Regions from separate parts of the Mus musculus genome. Here regions 2 and 3 are each linked to region 1. The links are chromatin contacts, called in public promoter capture Hi-C maps. All regions are on one chromosome and are shown on one strand. Each heading gives the region's core, a stretch centred on a gene start, on an enhancer-like site or on the middle of the called end of the contact. The rest is flanking DNA. Distances are from core to core; before and after follow the strand shown. Region 1 holds the start of Armc9 (armadillo repeat containing 9). Region 2 holds the start of Atg16l1 (autophagy related 16-like 1 (S. cerevisiae)). Region 3 holds the start of Snorc (secondary ossification center associated regulator of chondrocyte maturation).

Region 1 (3,952 bases), core at 464-2,963:
TCTCCACCAGATATGCTGGCAATCGCAAGGGAAGGGTGTCATGCACACATGCCTGTGACCCCCACACATGGAGGTGTTTCTGGGAACCCACAGATGGAAGCAGACTCCTTAGGCCCATCTCTCTAGGCCCTTGGTAGCTCTCCACTCATCTGACTTGAACCACACTGCCAAGCGGAAACTCCCTGATGCCCACAATATACCTGCCCTCAGGGACCTGCATAACCACAGTCCTGTCTGATTTGATGCTCTTGCTGCAAACATCTACATCTTGTTAGGTCTCTGCTTAAAGGTACCCACCCAGAGAGACTTGGGAAAACACCTCTTCTGGCCCATTACTCTCCAGTCGTCTGTGCTGTGGATTCCCAGAGGAACTCCCCACTGGTTGACTTCAATGTCCTCTCACTGATGCTCCTGCATCAGAATCCCCTTCATAACTCAAGGCAAGCATTGTGTGTGGCGTTAAGCCCCAAGATGCCTGTTAGACAGCCTGGTTCAGACAGGCCTGGAGCTGGATGGAAAGGGATTCAGGGAATCCCAGGTCACCATCTCATTAGAAACAGAGTAATGGTTTGAAGAAAGGGGACGGTAGGAACCACACTGACTAAGGCAACGTGTCAGGGTACCAGGAATTCTGAGTTCATGGAGGCTATAAGGATGTACATAAGATGACAGCCAGTTAGTTAGCAGCACTCCTCCATGGCCTTAGCATCCATATCGGCTCACACAACCGGGATCCTGTCCTGCCTCACTTCCTTTGATGAACAAAGATGTGGAATCTTAAGCAAAATAAACCCTTTCTTCCCCTATGCTGTTCCTGGTCATACTACTTCATCACAGCAAGAGAAACCCTAACTAGCACAGTTTCCCATCTCATGGGCAAACTCACAGTCTCTCCAGAGCTAGGATTAAATCTATGCTGATATTTCAGGAGAATGTGCAGGAGTTGGGCCTCTCCTTCCGAAGTGTGGTTCCTGGCGTTCCAAGTCATCAGGCTTGGTCAGCAAGTGTATATCTCTTGTGAGTTCAAAGCAACCCTTGAACCCTCTGTGTTGGATGGATGTCCTGTCTCCTTAGCTCAGTTAACTTAGACCAAACAACCTCTGGGCTAAGGATCTACCTTGTGAAGAAAGAAGTAAACTGTTTGTAGTGTTTTGCATGCGGTGACGATGCCATCTCTCCATCAGCGAGAGATTCAGGCCTACAGCTGGCTGGATAAGGAGAAGATGAATTTGTCCTGCAAATAACATGCTTCCACTTAGATTCAGTGAAGTCTGAGAGTGTCCTGGGCGCTGGGAAGGAAGACTACTAATAAACTATGGGGGCGGGGGAGAAAGAGAGAGAGAAAGAGAGAGAGAGAGAGAGAGAGAGAGAGAGAGAGAGAGAGAGAGAGAGAGAGAGAGAGAGAGAGCGCTAAATGCCCCAGGCCACGAGATCCTGCTGCAGATGCTCAGCGAGAAGGCCCGGGGCCACTCCAAGTCCACCCCACCGCAGCGCAGCGGAGTCGGGGGCTCCTGGGGGGAAGCAATGGGATGCTCAAGCGGCCGCCTCGGGCCCTGGCCAGGAAGGAACCGGGTCCGACAAGGCGAGCCCTCCATGCAATGATCCCAGGGCTGTGTCAAGGGTGCAGTCGCAAGGAGGGCCGCGCTTACCTGCTGCAGGGCTCTGCGCTCACTCCTCCAGACCGCCAGCTCGCCGGCCGTCACCCGGGCAACCGCTACCGCTAGCCGAAGTCACGTGAGGCGACTCGGCCAATCTTGCTGGGCGAAGACGACGTGGAGCATCCTGGGAGGGAGAGTGGGAGGTACCATACGTGGTGAGTACCGGAAGTGAGGCCGTACAGGCGTGTGGCGTGCGGGTGACTTTAGTCTAGACTGCAGACGAACGATAACTCAGATCTGCCTATGTAAGATCCGAGCACCACACTTTCACCTACGACAGAGTCTTCCGGGAAGTATTAGAGACACTTTTGTCTTTCCCGTATGAATTTAGGTTTGTAAAACAAAACAGATTCGGAGGCCAGCGAGATGGCTTAGAGCTAAAGGCGCTTTCCTCCAAGCCGGACGAAGGGAGTTTGATTCCAGGGCCTATTTATTTAGTAAAGGAGCGTGCATTAAATACTACTCAGAATTCTGGCCAGCCCACTGCCCTGCGTGTATTCAGAGCTACTACTCTTTAATCTCTGGTCCAAAGTCAGTGCTTAAGGCCAGAGAAAACCCTTCCCTTCCCCTCGGAGTGCTGAGGCTTTGTGGTAGAAGTCTCTATAGTACCACTTTCCAGGCCTTCAAAACGTGGGAGCTGCGCGGGGCGTGGTGGCGCACACCTTTAATCCCAGCACTTGGGAGGCAGAGGCAGGCGGATTTCTGAGTTCAAGGCCAGCCTGGTCTACAGAGTGAGTTCCAGGACAGCCAGGGCTATACAGAAAAAAAGAGGTGGGAGCCTCCCAAGGCTGTCCAGAGGACTTGAGAAGGGAGGTGCCCTCGCCTTTGAAGAAGGAGGAGGAGGAAGAGGAAAAAGGAGGAGGAGGAGGAAGAAAGAAGAAGCAGCTGCTCTAGGATGGGCAGAGGCCCTGTCTCCTGAGCTCTCTGCTCTGTCAATGCTCTTTGAGTTAGGATGTCTTCTAACTAAGGCTATATTTAGGAAGAGAGTACTATGTCCTATGTCCTGTCCAGGTAATATAGCTTGAAAATAATTTCCCCTAGAAGTATTCTCAGTTAACTGTGTGCCAAGTGTTATCAGATGAAATATAGAACAGCCAATTTTATTTACATTTCGGATAATTTTTATTTGCTGAATACGCCATATTTGTGCCCAGCATCATTCTAAGTGAGTCACATAGGTGCTCTGATTGATTCCTGTGTCTCCAGGATGAATAACAGGCGGGCTCTGTGTTTTATAGGTGAACACTGTTGTGCTTTTCCAGAATTCTGTGCACCTGCAAAACTGCTGCAGTCAACACCCTTGTTTCCCCAAATAACTCATCTTTTGTGTTCTGGGAAGGACCCATAAAACTGTCCACTCTTCCTCATGAATCCCATGCAACTCAATTCCCAGCTAGCAGCTGGTCCTCTTGTTTACCCATGGCAACACCCATTCTGTGTCTCCTAGTTGATTAGTAAAATTTAGAAACAAAACTCACTCCCTGAAACCAGTCAGGAATAAACATTTCTGGGTCTTCTACTTGAGGGTTAAAGCATCCCAACCAAAAATCATCCCACCCTTCCTCTAAGCAGGTCTTAGATGGAGCCATGACTCTCCCTATTGCAATCACTTGGGGTGGCGGCGGGAGTGTGGGGTGTGTGTGTGTGTGTGTGTGTGTGTGTGTGTGTGATCTTCTTAACTGTCCAGGTTGTGTCTTTGACAGAATGGACTACATGATGTAGAGCCCTCTGGGGCTAAAGAGATAGCTTGTTAAGAGCACTTCCGGAGGACAAGGGTTCGATTTCCAGCACCTACATCGAAGCTTACAACCATCTGCACTTAAAGTTTCAGGATATCTGATACCTTCTTCTGGCCTCCAAGGGTACTGCATGCACTAGGTATGAAAACAGACATGCAAGCCAAATGAACATACTAGTATATAAATAAAATAAAATTTAGGGATAGAGAGATGACTCAGTTGTTAAAAGCTTCCAGAGGACCCAGATTCCATTCTCATAACTTTCTGATGGCTCACTGTCACTCCAGTTTCTGGGAAGCTGATGCCCTCTTCTGGGCACCACAAGCACTGCACAAGCATGGTACACAAACAGACAAGGACACACAAAGATAAATGAATGTAAATATTTTGTTGGTTGGTTGGTTGAGACAGGGGTTCTCTGTGTAGCCCTGGCTTTTGTGAAACTCACTCTCTAGACCAGGCTGGCCTCGAACTCAGAAATCCGCCTGCCTCTGCCTCCCAAGTGCTGGGATTAAAGGTGTGTGCCACCACTGCCCGGCAACAAATAAATGTTTA
Region 2 (3,952 bases), core at 390-2,889, 1.6 Mb before region 1:
TATATACACTCTATTTTTATGAAGCAGGCAGGGCATATCTTCACTCCCATTTTAAAGATGCACCAAACTAGAAATGTCTGTAAGGACCTAGTGAGATCTCTGACCCAATCTGTCAGATTTTAACTACATTATCTTTTAAAGAGAAACAAGAACGGAACCCATAAAACGTGTAAACAGATTCCTGGGCTACATTAATAGCCATTGCTCTCCCAGAGTGCAAGGAAGCAACACACCAGAGACAGCGTCCCTTTCCTGCTCTCCTTTTAAAGGGCTAAGTGCTGAGAAAGAGCCATTCCTCAGGAGAGCCAACAAAGGCAAATGCACAAGTGTCTTAAAACCAATGTCTAACCTCAGCCCCAACATTAACCCATACTGCAACTTCATCATCGTTGGCCTTGGTGCTTCATAAAAATTTAACATGAAACAATACATGCCAATTACTTAAAATGCTCAAACGTGTGTGCAAATCGAACCACTCAGGAAGCATAAAAAAAGTATGGGACTATTTTATCTTCTGTCATTTATACTGACTTAATTAGTCTGGAGTGTTTTTGATTGTCAAGTACATCCCCAGATGATTCTAACGTGTAAATAACTACTGATTTATCCCCATCAGAATGCAAATAGCAGTACTACGATTTCAAATCCCACTACCCGCAAAAACTTAGGAAGACTATGCCCAGGCTATCTCAGGAAGCAGATGGAACCTCAGGATCGAGGAGTGTCAACGCATTCGTTCAAATGTGAAACAGATTGGCTAAATTGGGAACACGAGGCACGAAAATGATCGTTGAGAACCCGCCTTAAGAATACAAGATACTTTCGATCCTTAAAATTCGCAAAGAGCGGCGAAGAGACCACTCTTTTTTTCTCACTTAAGGCTTTCAATAATAGCAAATGACCCAGTGGACAAATCCTAAAACTCAAATGTGTACCAACAATATGGAGAGGCCTGAGAAGTCAAAAACCACTAGTTCCACAGCATTCCGAAGAGAACGTCCATCTCTCGAGTTAATGCGTAAAGTCAATCTCTGTCTTGAACTCGATTCCTTAAACACGACGTTTTTGGAGCCTGACTACCTAAGTGCATCGGCGCCGCCTGGGTTATCGAGATTTACAACTGCAAACGATGTCTGTGGAAAGAACCTGGAAAAGGGGAACCCTCCATGATCGCGCCTAAGGTTTAAGCCAAAGAAGGAAGGTAAGCAACGAAAGGGCTCGAGACGTGCGGGACGCCAGGTCCCCGACGAGGCCGCCATGCGCGCGGGCGGAGCCGGGGTTCTCGCTGCCACGGCGCGTTCCACTCCCCGCCCCGGGCCCGCGCGTGCCGCTCACACTGCAGAATGATCTCCTCGAACGCCTGCCTCTGCAGTCGGTCCCGGCGCCTCAGTTCCTCCGCGATGTGACGCTTCCAGCGGGGAAAGTCTGCGGCGCGCAGGCCCGACGACATGCCGAACGCTGCCCCGGCGCCTCAGGGCGGCCGATCCGTGCCGACACTGGGGGGCTGCAGGCTGCAGCGTGCTGCCAGCCGCCAGCGAACAGAAGCCGGCCGCCGGAACCTCACCTTCCCACACAGGGCACCCGGAGGCGATCCGGGAAGATTTTCCGGTCTCTGCCGGAAATTATTCTGGAGAAGGCCGGAAGGCCCGCCTCGTAGCCCGACGTCCTAGGCCGCGCGCAAGCTCCCGGCCGAGACTTCGCGGGACGCTCTCAAATGACGCAACCTTGAAGCCGGAAGCGTCGGTGATGAGAGGCAGCCGCTGGGAGGCACCCTGGCTTCGCGGAAGAAGACAGGAAATGGGGTGGTTTTGTCCGGGGGTGTCTGTTTCCTTCCTCCTTTTACATTGTGTGTGCATCTTTTTTTTTTTTTTTTTTTTTTTTTTTTTAATTTCAGCTCAGAAGTGGGAGCTCCCCTGTGTATAGTGAATGATTGTCGTTGAGTGACAACCTCCCTAAGTATTAGGTGCCTAACCTGTAAAATGGGGGTAGTAATGGTATTTAACCGGAAGGTGAAAAGCCGTGAAATGTAATTTCTCTCTGCTGCATGGCAAAACTGTCTTCACATAGACAACTGCGTCCCTCCAAGACCTACGCAAACTGAATTTTAGCTCATGCCTGTGTGTGCCTTCAAGGCTGATCTCAAACACCTAGACTCAAACCATCTTTTTGGTCTTTTGGTTACTACGCTCTCAAAGGATATGAATCAATTGAGAGACACAGTTTAAAGAGAAATTTAGCAAAGTAAACACGCCAAAGAGAGGAGTGGATTTTTTTTTAAAAGATATCTTTGTTGGGGATTTATTTTTTTTTCTTAATGAAAAGGAGGTGAGTAGCATAATTCATGGAGTAAGGCCACCCATTTCTCTCTCAAAACAAGGAAGATTGGTTCAACCTTTTAGGGTACTTCTGGTTTTCCAGAAAAGCCCACAGGTTGAGGCTGGAGGAATGCAGACTGTAAACTCATACACACACATACTCACACACACACACTCGCCGTGGAGCCTTGGGTAGTATTATTATCACTTTTTTTTTTTTTTTGAGATTCACAATTTTTCTTTATATACATTTCAAATGCTATCCGGAAAGTTCCCTATACCCTCCCCCCGCCCTGCTCCCATACCCACCCACTCCCACTTCTTGGCCCTGGCATTCCCCTGAATTGGGGCAAATAAAGTTTGCAATACCAAGGGGCCTCTCTTCCCAGTGATGGCCGACTAGGCCATCTTCTGCTACATATGCAGCTAGAGATACAAACTCTGGGGGTACTGGTTAGTTCATATTGTTGTTCCACCTATAGGGTTGCAAACCCCTTCAGCTCCTTGTATGCTCTCTCTAGCTTCTCCACTGGGGGCCCTGTGATCCATCTTATAGATGACTGTGAGCATCCACTTCTGTATTTGCCAGGAAGACAGTTATACCAAGGTCCCTTCAGCAAAATCTTGCTAGTGTGTGCAATAGTGTCTGAGTTTGGTGGCTGATTATGGGATGGATCCCCAGGTGGGGTAGTCTCTGGATAGTCCATCCTTTTAGCTCCAAACTTTGTCTCTGTAACTCCTTTCATGGATATTTTGTTCCCTATTTTAAGGAGGAATGAAGTATCCACCTGTTGGTCTTCCCTCTTCTTGATTTTCTTGTGTTTTGCAAATTGTATCTTGGGTATTCTAAGTTTCTGGGCTAATATCCCCTTATCAGTGAGTGCATATCATGTGTGTTCTATAGTGATTGGGTTACTTCACTCAGGATGATATCCTCCAGATACATCCATTTATCCAAGAATTTCATAAATTCATTGTTTTTAATAGCTGAGTAGTACTCCATTGTGTAAATTATCACATTTTCTGTATACATTCCTCTGTTGAGGGACATCTGGGTTCTTTCCAGCTTCTGGCTATTATAAATAAGGCTGCTATGAACATAGTGGAGCATGTGTTCTTATTACCAGTTGGAACATCTTCTGGGTATATGCCCAGGAGAGGTATTGCTGGATCTTCTGGTAGTATTATGTCCAATTTTCTGAGGAACCGCCAGACTGACTTCCAGAGTGGTTGTACAAGCTTGCAATCCCACCAGCAATGGAGGAATGTTCCTCTTTCTTCACATCCTCCCCAGCATCTGCTGTCACCTGAATTTTTGATCTTAGCCATTCTGACTGGTGTGAGGTGGAATCTCAGGGATGTTTTGATTTGCATTTCCCTGATGATTAAGGATGTTGAACTTTTTTTCAGGTGCTTCTCAGCCATTCGGTATTCCTCAGGTGAGAATTCTTTAACTCTGTACCCCATTTTTAATGGGGTTATTTGAATTTCTGGAGTCCAGCTTCTTGAGCTCTTTGTATATATTATTATCCCTATTATTATCATTATTATTGTTGTTGTAGTTTATCAAAAGACTCTTACAAGGACCACAGAGACCGCCGCCATCACTGCAAAACGCATGAGGATTTTTATTGATC
Region 3 (3,952 bases), core at 1,079-3,578, 1.3 Mb before region 1:
GGCCAGTGTGCCAGGAGGAGAGGGGTGAGGGTGGGGAGGAGGAGGCCTGGGAGGTGTGTACAGGGGCCCCGGGAGCAGAGTGTAGAGGGCAGAGGCAAGCGTTGATGGAGAGGGCAGGCACGGCAGGAGATTTCTGTTCTGTCCACCTTGGCCACAAGGACACTCAAACACCATGACAGTGAGCAAGGTCACAGGAGTTTCTGTTCTGGCAGAGGTGACACGGTGTCAGTGTCACAAGCTTGGATACCCCAGGCTGTCCCCTTAACCCCACCACCCCAAGCTCCTCTGCCTTTTGGTAAATAAGTTTGTTCAACGGTTGGTCTGACCACAGGCCCCCAGGCCAGGCGCCCATGCTCACAGACGGCCTTTGTGCAGACATGAAGAGCCTTTTCATCCCCACCCTGGCCTCCTGCCCACTCAACCTGGCCTGCTCCCCTACCTCAGTGGCTGTGGCCACCAGCTGAGGCGGGAAGGGTGGCAGGCTGGAGTACCCCAGGAGTACCCCATCTCCTCTTTCCTGCTATGAGACTGCAGCCCAGGAGAGACAGGGCCACAGACCTCGTACACACCTGTGCAGACCTATGCGTCCATGGCTAGTTCTGAGAACCTCCTATCTCCCCACTCCCAGAATAGCCAGAACCCCAAAACCCAAGGTGGGATTTGCATGCTCATGCCTGCTGTGGGCCCGCCTGTTCCTAGGGGAGAAGGAAGTCGTGGAAAAAGAGGGAGGTGAGGTCAGGCGAGGTCTTGGCTATTCCCAAAGCTTCTGTGGGAACAGAAAGCCCACCCACTAGAGTTGTGTATGTATAATCTGACCGGGGCTCTGGCTAGAGGCTTAGGTTGGAAGAAACCTAACAGAAACCTGGACAGGAGCCACTAGGAAGGCTCCAGCTGCAGGGTCCTGCCAGGCAACAGCCTCACTGTGGCAGGAAGCGGTGTGGGTCTCAGCTCCAAGTCCTAGGCAATAGAAAATGCCTCCTCCCACTGTAAGTCCTAACTCAGGGGTACTTCAGGCTACATTACCGAGCACAGCTCCCACTCCAGAAGCTGGGTGTGTCCCAACATATGAGAAGAGATGGTTCTCCCCAAAATCCATTCGGGCTTTGAACCCTGCTCACACTCTGAACACTGAGTGTTGACTGGACATTTGGCCATCCTCAGAGCCCTGCATTGAGCCCTGGTGAGGCCTTAGCATCCCACTATGAGGGAGGCAGCGTAGTGGGTGCCACCTTCTACAGATTAGGAAATGGCCAAGAGAGGTATGAGCCAGGCTGGGCAGAGTCAGGTCTTTAGCTATTTCCTGGGGTGTTGAGGGGAGGTAGAACGGCCCACAGACCACCGTCACCATCCTGGGGTGTGGCCGCGAGTTCCGAGGCTATGCTTCTACCACAGAGGTGACTTCTTTCCTTTGTAGACACACAGACACCCCTAAAGTTCAGGCAGCAATGTTGTAAGACAACCAGGGAACCCAGAGGCCTTTCTGCAGACTACTGAACAACTGCGCGAGATTTATTTTCTCATAATCAAAGCCTATCTGTGCCTATGTCCCTGCTCTGAAGCAGACCCAGAGCAGGCCTGCCATGCAGTGTTTTTTTCAGACCCCAGAGAGGCCACCTAGGGCTCAGTCCAGTTTCCTCACTATCCTGCAAAAGACTCTAAGAAATATTTATCTCTATGGGGACAGCACCTAGGTCGTAAGTCAGAAGGAAAGGGTTTGCAGAATTTAAAGGAATCATGAGTCTCTGGGTTTTCTGCCCAGAGGGTCTCTGGCCTTTAGCCCTTTGCCTTATGTCTGATGAGTCCTCCAGCCTCCCAGGTCCAGAAGTCTCCAGGTGTTCTAGCGGCAAAGTATTACCCCAAGAACATCAGACAGCCAAATGTACCAGACCCTGATACCCAAGTCTTTTTCAATGGCCACCCATCCTGCTGCTAACATACATCATCTTACTCGGTTTCTACCAGCCAGCATTGTGGGAGTCTCCCAGAATCACCACAGCTGGGAATCCCACCTTGTGTGAGGGGCTTGTACCCCATAGGTACTGGAGGATCTGGTCCCAGTGGTAGTTATTGGCCCTGAGAAGTTGGTAGCAGCAGAGCTGAGGGCCTGCGCCCCTTACCTGTGAGCACCGCAGGGGCCAGGACCCCAGAGATGAGCAGCAGCGCCACGCGCAGGGCCAGACAAGATGCCATCCTGGCAGGGAGTGAGCAGTCTTATGGGACACAGAGGACTAGGCGGCTGGGCTCAGGCAGCGGGAAAGAGGCTTCAAAGAGCTGGGAAGGGTTTTCATCAATGCAAACTCTGTCCTCCTGGGACACCGTGCCCGCCCCTCACACATGCACGCGCATGCACACACACACACACACACACACACACACACACACAGAGAGAGAGAGAGAGAGAGAGAGAGAGAGAGAGAGAGAGAGAGAGAGAGAGAGAGCGCACTCAGACAGACCTGCAGTCCTGAACTACCAAACAGCCCCACCCTGGAGAGGAGAGGAGAGGAGAGGAGAGGAGAGGAGAGGAGAGGAGAGGAGAGGAGAGGAGAGGAGAGGAGAGGAGAGGAGAGGAGAGGAGAGGAGAGGAGAGGAGAGGAGAGGAGAGGAGAGGAGAGGAGAGAAAAGGGGAGAGAAAGGGAGAGAAGGGGAGGGGAGGGGAGGGGAGGGGAGGGGAGAGAGAGGGTTCCTTTCCTCTCTCTCTGTCTCTGCCCTGCTCCCCTCCTCTTTCTCTTCTCTGTCTCTCTGTCTCTGTCTCTCTGTCTCACTCTCTCTGTCTCTCTCTCTCTCTCTCTCTCTCTCTCTCTCTCTCTCACACACACACACACACACACACACACATATTCCTGGACTAGTGAAAGTACAAACTTTCCCAGCCTCCCAAGACAGGAGCCTCACCCAGGCACAACAAATGCCTTGAGCCACTGTGCTCAGGACTCTGGGAGACCCTGCTCAGGACCCTTCCACTGGCCCTTACTAAAGCTAAGGTTGTGAGGCATTTTCTATTAAAGCCCCTTGGCCAGCCGCTCTAGGCCCCTTCCAGGAAGGTCTCAATGCACAAGTCCTTCTCCCTGGCTCCCTTGTTCTTGTAGGCACTCTCCACTAATCCAGAGACTCAGTTTCACCTTTAAGCCTGGGCTTGGCTCAGAGTTCAGCTCACTACCTTCCCAACAGGTCTGACCAAGCACATTGGCCTCCTCAGCCTCTGCCTACACCCACAGATGGACTTCAACACACGCGCGCACACACACACACACACACACACACACACACACACACACACACAGGTGTGCTCACCCTGCAAGTTCCCCAAGTCTCTTAAGCCCCTGAGGCTCTGCTACTTCATAGTTTTCCAAACAAAAAGGCAAATTCCCTAGCCAGTCTTCCCTCTGCTTTCCTGCTCTCTCCCTATGTTCCAGCTGCTGGCCCCAACAATAGGGCTCCTGCAGGATACTAGCGTGGCTCCTGCCCCAGGGCCTTTGCACTCTATCTTCTTCCCTAGAAAGTAGTAGCTACACTCATCATCATGTTTCTCCAGGTCTGAGCTTGGTCAGTCAGCCTGTGTCCTGTCGTTGGGTCACTTTAAGGTTCTTCACAGCACTTACATTTTTATGAATTTTCATATCGCTCCCCCTTGTGTGTTCATTTTCAGAAGAGAAGCATGCACACGAGGTGCATGAATCAACCTTTCGTTGCTGTGACAAAGTGCCAGAGATGACTTTTTAAAAGAGTTTACTCTGGCTCATGGCTGCAGGTTTTATGGTCCTGGTCAACTTGTCCTGTTGCTTGAGCCTACGGAGAGGCAGAGCATCACAGTGGTGGCAGGGAACAGGGGAGGCTGCGGTTCTCACAGCAGAGGAAGAAAGGCAGGGAGACACACCTGGCTGGGGACAAGACACACTTTGAAAAGCATGCTGAGGTCTACTCCCAACCAGGTTCTGCTTCCTTCAGCTGTGAA

Evidence for each region. Promoter capture Hi-C pulls out the DNA fragments that hold promoters and counts their contacts.
Region 2: a promoter capture Hi-C map of liver shows a contact between it and region 1, with 13 times the contacts expected there. The contact joins the promoter of Atg16l1 here to the promoter of Armc9 in region 1. A contact is called at or near these places in 2 of 39 promoter capture datasets (liver and pre-B cells), 2 of 115 datasets of contacts at active chromatin or transcription factors (astrocytes and thymic regulatory T cells) and 2 of 9 other capture datasets (adipose tissue and liver).
Region 3: a promoter capture Hi-C map of liver shows a contact between it and region 1, with 9 times the contacts expected there. The contact joins the promoter of Snorc here to the promoter of Armc9 in region 1. A contact is called at or near these places in 1 of 39 promoter capture datasets (liver) and 1 of 9 other capture datasets (liver).

Annotation. Positions count from the first base shown.
Region 1 is chr1:86,152,541-86,156,492 of GRCm38.p6, reverse strand. Armc9 (armadillo repeat containing 9) reads right to left here and starts at 1,713. Exons shown (of 25, transcript NM_030184.2): 1 at 1,650-1,713.
Region 2 is chr1:87,753,698-87,757,649 of GRCm38.p6, reverse strand. It overlaps Atg16l1 (autophagy related 16-like 1 (S. cerevisiae)), which reads right to left and starts at 1,639. Exons shown (of 18, transcript NM_029846.4): 1 at 1,336-1,639. The coding sequence starts at 1,450. Gm33517 (predicted gene, 33517) reads left to right here and starts at 1,904. Exons shown (of 4, transcript NR_157047.1): 1 at 1,904-2,325.
Region 3 is chr1:87,468,577-87,472,528 of GRCm38.p6, reverse strand. Snorc (secondary ossification center associated regulator of chondrocyte maturation) reads right to left here and starts at 2,328. Exons shown (of 3, transcript NM_028473.2): 1 at 2,118-2,328. The coding sequence starts at 2,190.